Regions from separate parts of the Zea mays genome. Here region 2 is linked to region 1. Evidence: chromatin contacts called from public Hi-C data. All regions are on one chromosome and are shown on one strand. The core of a region is the stretch at or near the end of the contact, and the rest is flanking DNA. Distances in the headings are between cores, read along the strand shown.

Region 1 (4,019 bases), core at 522-3,021:
ATCTCAGAATTACCTTTCGATGTACTCGCAACTTCGTGTTGCTAAAGTACTAGCCATTTATCTCAAAGTTCGCTTCATGCCATTCAGCGACAAATAGCAATGTGCCAACATCTGGTTGAGCAATGTATGACTGAGATTCTAGCATTTATTCATCTGACAAGGTCTTATTGCTTACTAATAAAATTTCAATTTGTGATGTTTTCTGTGCCAAAAAAAGGCTTTCATGCATTAATATTGAATTTCTTCAGGTTACTTCGGGTAAAACTTTATGCAGTAGGAGAGAGCAGAGATTTAACCTATCTGTGTTTCATTGTATTTCGATTTAATTTCCCAGATTTAATATAGTTGTTATGGCCACTTGGCGATATATATAAATATACGATGCCACACAACACAATCAAACAAAATATAGAGTGAAAACAAAATTGTTTACGAAGGTTGCGCATAATGTGACTTTAGGGGCTTGAACGACACACCACAATCCACGCAAGTACAAACTCTAGCGTTCTGGCGTCAACGTATGTGTGGCCATCAGTGCAACAACAATACAACAAGCCTTTATAACAAGCGCAACAAGCGCAATTGTGGCTCGGTAGTCGGGGTACACAATAAGTCCACACAACGTGCACAACAGGTGCAACTGTGGCTTGATGATCATGACAGACGGACAGTGCCTGCAGGGCATACGAAAAATGTGTGACTCGACGATGGCGGTCCGACTCAACAGGAGCGGTCCGATTAAGCGAGACTACGGCATAGCAATCACATGACGCAGCCAATGTCATAACTCAGTCAATTAACAACGCAGTCTGTTCGGCATGTCTGAGTACCCATTATACAATTTAATTGCTCAATGTGAGTCCGAAAGCTCAAAGCGACACAAATACTTAGAGCAATTTGATTTATGCGTAGTATAACCACATGTATTTCAAATAATTTTCTGCTATTTACTACAGGAAATAAAACAGAAAATAATACCGAAATTAATACACGAACATAAACACATCGAGTGCAAAAAGGTATTTTCTCATTTTGAAGCATATATTATTTTTTTGCTAATTATTTACTACAGGAAATAATTAAATAAGGTAGAAATTGTAACATAAAACATGCTTCATTCTATTTGTTATTTATAACAGTAAGTAAATAGAATAGATAAATTATACCAAACTTGATTAATCTAAAAGGTTTTTTTTTGGAAAATCGTAAGGCCCTGAGTTATAAGTCTATTATTTTACTTTTTTCAACCAACAAGCTGCCATAGCCCTTTTTATTTCTTTGAACCGCTGTGCAAGCACGCACGTTTGTTTACGGCCATGCAGCCTCGCGACCAGGAAGAAGCCCCATGGAAAATCGACCTCGATCTTATCTAGCCAAAATGGAGAGGAAAGAAATGGTCCACGCGAAGGACCCGCTCGTGGGAAACGCCCACGCCATCTCCATCTTTCATAGGCTAACGGTACAGCAGTACAGGCACATAGGCTCCATGTGCACCATCGCATAGGCTTCGTACGGCTGCAAATTCATATCCGCATGCGGCCAGCCATGGTGAAGCCCACAAGCAAGTCGTTGCATGACACAAATTAGCTTTCCTCTTTTTTTCTAAGAAAGTCAACCGCCATGCAAGACACGACTCTAACCGCCATGCAAGGAAACGTTAATCGCCCAAAAGCCATGCAAGCCTATTTTTTTCTCCGTCTCTAACCGCCCAGCCACCAGAGCCACCCCTACTCCACCAGGGAGTGTCCTAGTCGCCGCATGGAGGATCTGTGCGCTGGGGCCTGGGGCTTGAGGGCGGCCCGCCGCTGGATCTACTCGCTGGGCTAGTGGGCGGTCGAGCCGCCATCAGATCTGACAGGCAGCATGCATACGGGCTCACAAGCGATATACGCGATGAACAGTAAATTGCAGATCCACTCAAAATTTCATACCGTGATTCCTGGTTCGACAAACGGGAACGAAGCCTGTCGCGTAGGACAGTTCGGCAAGGCCGGGACCTGCCGGCGTGACGGAGAGTCGGTGCCGATAGGATCCACGAGTCGGGGTAGAGCAGTGCTGATAACGTGTTGAGAACTACGTTGCCGCAGATCACCAGATCTGCTCCCTTCCCTCCCGTCAGCAGTAGAGGCACAAGAAGCTGTAGAGAACCCGTCTCCCTTCCCAGAAGCACGACAGAGTAACACACGAGACACAGGATATAGTGTTGGGCCATTGGCCTCTTTCTCTTCTTTGTATTATGAGGTGGTGTACAAGTTCCTTATATAGAGATGTGAAACCCCTCAGAGATAAAGCAGATATTTGTCCACATAACCCTAACTAGGGTTACTTAACCTAAACAAGGCTGCCCCATGCACGATAGTCGGGCCGTTCTCACTGCTCAGCCCAAATTGCGCACGCTGCCGCGTGCTCGCGCGTCGGCCCGTTCTCATTGTTCGGCCCAAATCGCGCGCTACGGTCCCTCATCCCTTCCCTGTCGACGCAGCCGCGCAGCGATCGGACCTTCCTCCCGCCCGGCCGCCGCAGCGAGCAGCACGTCCACCTTCTCCATCTACACGCCGCTCATGCTCCACCGCCTCGCCCACACCCGCGTGTGCCACTTCTTCATCATCCCCACACCCCGCGCGTTCTCCAACGCTCCCGCTGCCACTCCACCCGCTGCGCCGCCGCTCTCGGCCGCGGACCTCGAGCAACTCCTCCGCCGCTGTCACTACTCTGCCTCCAGCCACCGCTTCCACTCTCTTCTCCCCCTCCTCTCGCACCCCTCCGTCCTCCTCTCCTGCGCGCTCCACCTAAGCCACCGCGCGCACCCATCCCTCCCCGTCCCGCCCCAGCCCCCACCAATCACCATTGCCGCCGCTGCCGCCGCGTTCTCATCCCCATCATCCCACCTCCGCCTCCTCCTCCCGTCCCGCATCAAGGGCCAGCCGCTTCCCGTCCCCACGCTACCGCTCCGCCTCGCTTTGCGCTGCGCCGCCTCCGTCCTCGACGCCGTGTTCGCCCCGCGCGCAGCCACCTTCGCTTACCGCGGCCGCCACACAGCTGTCCGATACCTCAAGTCCATTCCCAGCGCGTCCTGGTTCTTCCGTGTCGCCATCCCGCGGCAGCCCTTCGCCCCTCGCCACGTTTGCCGTCTGCTCGGTGCCATCTCCAGTAAGGTCGATGATCCCGGGTTCCTGGAGTTCCTGAACGAACTGTTCGTCTCTGATGCGGTCGCATTTGAGCTTGGTGGTTGCGAGCTCGGACGCGGGCTGCCACAGGAATCAGAGCTCACTAGCACGCTAGTGAACATATTCTTCAATCGTGTGGATGGAGAGATAATGGCCCTCCGTGAGGAAGTGCACAAAAAACATCCTAGAATGAAAGATGACAGCGTTCGGCATACACCTGTGAGAGTATATGCGATTCGATATCTAGATGATATTCTGGTTGTGACGTCCGGGTCGAAGATGCTCACAATTGAGATCAGGAACAGGATAATTGCAGTCTTGGAGAGGGATTTAGAGGTGAGGGTGGACAGATTGGGGAGCTCAATCCACAGCGCTGTATCAGAGAAGATTGAGTTCCTGGGGATAGAATTCCAAGCTGTGCCACCGTCAGTGTTGCACCCACCCATGTCAGAGAAAGCAAAGAGAGCAAGGAAGAAGTATCTGAAGATGAAGGCGGAAAAGGCGCAGGAGCTGAAAAATGCACGGGAGACGAGGCGGAAGAAGCTTGGCTTGAAGATACTGAACCACTTGTCCAAGAGGATGAGGAGGGGCGAGGAGTTTGAATTTGATTTCCGGATCGAGAAAGAGGTGCAGCAAGTGTTCAGGGACTGGGCAGAGGAGACAGTGGCCGAATACTTCGAATCACGTGAGCATTGCCGATATTGGCACCGACTGCTAGCATCAGGTGATTTCTTGTCATTGAACAGGGTGAGAGATCAATTGCCACCTGCTTTGGTGGACTCATATGATAAATTTCAAGAGACAATCGACAAGTTTTTGATGCCCATGAAAGGTCATGACCTGACAGAAGAA
Region 2 (3,944 bases), core at 367-2,866, 210 kb after region 1:
AGCCATTGCCAGTGTGCAGGCTGCAGCAGCAGCTAAAAGCAAGCAAGGCCACAGACGCTCGCTCGGCAGGTGTCTCTGCCTGCTGCTAGCAGTAGCACGCATGCAGACGCAGCCTTTTGCCTTTGAGATTCTTTCATGATTTTGTCCCCCAGCGATCCCGAGAGCCAGCGAACTGCAGAGAAAGGCCACGAAACAACGGCAGGATCCACGACGGAGTGGAGTAGTTCGCGACAACCGAGCTGATCGACGTTTTGCGTTGCATGATGCATCCTACCATTTGCTCCGTACATGTTTGCGTTTTATTTTTTCAGTTGATTTTATGCTCGAGCAACAGTCAACGAGCTTGTCCCTGTGGACGATGGTGGTGCAGTGGCTGTAGTGCAAGTGAGGTTGCTTTTCTATACGCATGCAATGGAGCATATGGTTGCAGCAGCCTGCAGCCTTCCATGGCCGCAACCGCAAGAGACAAGAAACACGAACCAGGCATCAGGCATGCACAGCCGTCAGGGAAAGGGAGGGAGGAGAGTTGCGTTGTAGACCAGGCCAGCAGAGCAGGCAGCACCTCGCTCGCTAGCGACCAGGAGGACTCACACCTAGCTAGCCTTTGAGTAAAAAAGCAACCTCAACTACTGATACTTCCGTACGTGCTATGCCTTTTTTCAGCTTCTTCGCACGCTAGCTAGGTAGAGCGAGAGAGACGACGCGCGGCTAGCTAGGCAACGTACGTACCTGCTGCATTGCTGGCAGAAGCGCTGCTGCTTGCCGCCGGTGGCGACGACGGAGGCCTTGGCGTGGTACTCGCAGACCTTGTGGCGGCGGTGGTAGTGCTTGGCGCCGGAGAGGTCGGCCTTGCAGCCCTCGGCCTGGCAGCGCGGGGGAGCCTGCAGGTGGTGCGCGCCGCCGAAGCCGAAGCCGAAGCCGAGCCCGAAGGCGCCGCCGCCGCCGCCGAGGCGGGACCGCATCAGGAGGCGGTCCACGGCCATCATGTCCCCTGGGGAGAAGTAGGTGCGGCGGCCGAGGTTGAGCCCGATCCTCCCGTCCGCGCCGCCGCCCTCGCGCTTCACCATCCCGAGCGCCGGGTACACGTGGTCGCCGGGCATCCCGGGCACGGGCATAGGCATGGGCAGCGGCGGCGGCGGCGGAGGCGGCGCCATGGGGCCGAGACTGGACGGCAGCGTGAGCAGCTGCTGCTGGTGCAGGTGCGGCGCCTCCGCCTGCTGGAACTGCAGCGCCGAGGCGGCGAAGTCGAGGCCGTCGTAGAGGTGGTGCTGCACCCCTCCGGCAACGCGCTGGCTGCCGCCTCCCGCCACGCCGTGGCCGTGCTCGAACCCGACGTAGGGCGGAGGAGGAGGCGGCGGCGGCTGATGCTGCTGCATGGGCATGAACAGGAAGTCGTCTCCTCCTGGCGAGGACGACGTGGCCACGTTCAGCCTCCCGGTCATCATCTCCCGTGTGCCGGACTGCCGGCCGGCTGTTTGCCGCAGCTCGAGCTAAGTGAGCGAGCGAGATGCCGAGATGGTGGAGCACGGGGAGTGGGGTGGATGGATCGGGTCGGGAGGACGATCGAGCTGAGCTAGCTGCTGCTGGAGCTGGAGGCAGTGGTTGAGTGATTGTGAGAGCGATCGAGTGGAGGGAGGCCGCTGCCGCGGGGGTTGGTTAAAAAGGCAGTGGGGGAGGAGAGAGAGAGAGAGAGTGTGTGTGCGCGCGCTCGTGTTCGTGTCGCGTGTTGTGCCCGTTGGTTACTAGCATTAAAACTCTTGGCGTGTTGCTTGTCCGCTAGTGGCAAGGCTCTGCCACTCTGGGCGACGCCTCATCGGGCATTTCGGGCACCTTGCTGTTTCGGTGCTACAAGCCACGCCATGGTTGTTTTGGGGACAGACGAACCCGATCCAAATTTTTTTTATTTTTTTTAACCAAAAGTGCAGTGCCCCCTATTTCATTAAGAAATAGAACGATAGAGTTTTTACAACCAACACAGGTCACGAAGCCCGTCATTCAACAAGGATGGCACATGGCTACATCCCAACAGAGCAACGCCAAAAAAGAGATCAGGGACACAGGAATCTAGACTTACAACCTTATTTAGATCAACTAAGTCTTACCAAACACTTACTTAATTGTCTACAGCCGACCACTCTCAGCTGCCAATTCACCATGTGATACTTCTTGTCACCGGAGCCCACCCATGCGCGTGATTAAACACCTCTCTTGCCGTCTCTCTGATTCGCTTGCTTCCTGCCTCCAACATCTTTTTTGTTCTCCCTGTCTGCATTAGTGCCCAGTAATCCAAAAGAGAACAACACATGAAGATTACATCAGTGGGGTCATTATGGAGTTTTTTATTAAAGCAAACAGAATTTCTGGACTTCCAGATCGCCCATAGAACAGCTCCGCACCCAACTGCAACAGATTTTCTGTACCCCTTATCAAAGTTTCTAAGCCACACCCCAGTTAGATGTTCCACATCTGACGGAGTAGTAGGCAAATAAAGTGCAATCTGAATCAGACGCCAAATGAATCGAGCTACTGAGCATTCAAAAACCAAATGCTTAGTAGATTCAAACAAGCCACAAAAGACGCAATCAGAGACCCCAGACCAGCTTCTTTTAATCAAATTTTCCTTCGAGAGAATTCTGTTCTTGATAATCAGCCATAAGAATATCTTGATTTTATGGGGGATTTTGATTTTCCATAGAAATCTGTAAGGGACTTTTACTCCCTCACAACTAATCCGGTTATATAAGGATTTAGTAGAGAAGCCATTTTTATCAAGAGACCAATTAACACGATCTATTTCTTGGGACAAATGAATATCAGAGCACATTCTCTTTAAATTTTCAAACATGACAGCATTTTCACCTACCAAATGCCTTCTAAAATTCAACCCCTGAAAATTAGAAGAGATCACTTGGTCAACCCTGATTTTTTTGTCAAAGGTTAAATCAAATAACCTTTTGAACTTGACTCTAAAAGGAGAATCCCCACACCAGATATCCAGCCAAAAACAAGTATGAGAACCATTCCCAACTTTTTTGTGCAGAATTTATGAAACAGATCTTTATTCTCCAAGAGCCCCCTCCAAAACTGAGATATATTTTGTTTTTTTCACCACAATCAAGGGATTATCTTTTATATATTTATGCCTGATAATCTTTTGCCACAGTCCATCCGAAGTCTCCAACCTCCATAACCATTTGGTCAACAGGCTAATGTTCATGTTTCTCAGATCAAGAATACCCAAACCCCCTTGATCTTTCGGGGAGCAAACTATCGGCCAATTAACCAAATGATATTTCCTAGTGTTATCTCCACCTTGCCACAACATTCTTTTTCTAAAAGTATCCCATTTTTTAAGGACAAGCTTAGGGGCCAAGAATAAGGAAAGCATGTACTGGGGGAGGTTTGAAAGACTGCTATTAATCAAAGTCACTCTCCCCCCAATGCTCAGAAATCTACTTTTCCACATTCCTAATTTTTTGTTCATTTTTTCCTCCATAAAAGCCCATTTCATATTGCTTAGCTTCTTACAGTCAATGGGAATTCCCAAATATTTCATTGGAAGGAAATTAACAGGACAAGTAAAAATATCTGAGTAAAGTTCTTTGACCCGTAAAGCACTACCAAAGCAGAATATTTCACTTTTGTGAAAATTGATTTTTAATCCTGACATCTGTTCAAAAAGAATGAGAATGGACTTCAAATTTTTGGCCATTTTTAAATCATCCTGCAGCAAAAAAATTGTGTCATCTGCGTATTGCAGACAGATCACCCCATTTTCAATAATGTGAGGAACCATGCCCACGAGAAGACCCTCATGCTGCGCTTTATTAACCAAACAAGCTAGTCCATCCGCCGCAATGTTAAAGAGGAGAGGAGAGAAAGGATCCCCTTGCCTGACCCCTTTATGTGTATTGAAATAAGGACCCATAGTATCATTAGTCCTA

Evidence for each region. A called contact is a pair of places that touch in the nucleus more often than the background predicts.
Region 2: a Hi-C map of ear shows a contact between it and region 1, with 5 times the contacts expected there. The contact joins the promoter of LOC541995 here to the promoter of LOC103629684 in region 1. A contact is called at or near these places in 5 of 25 Hi-C or Micro-C datasets (ear, endosperm, leaf and 2 more) and 1 of 3 datasets of contacts at active chromatin or transcription factors (leaf).

The regions. Positions count from the first base shown.
Region 1 is chr6:104,650,910-104,654,928 of Zm-B73-REFERENCE-NAM-5.0, forward strand. LOC103629684 (RNA-directed DNA polymerase (reverse transcriptase)) reads left to right here and starts at 1,772. Exons shown (of 3, transcript XM_020539364.1): 1 at 1,772-4,019. The coding sequence starts at 2,349.
Region 2 is chr6:104,865,156-104,869,099 of Zm-B73-REFERENCE-NAM-5.0, forward strand. It overlaps LOC541995 (SBP-domain protein 3), which reads right to left and starts at 1,617. Exons shown (of 3, transcript NM_001111646.2): 1 at 730-1,617. The coding sequence starts at 1,445.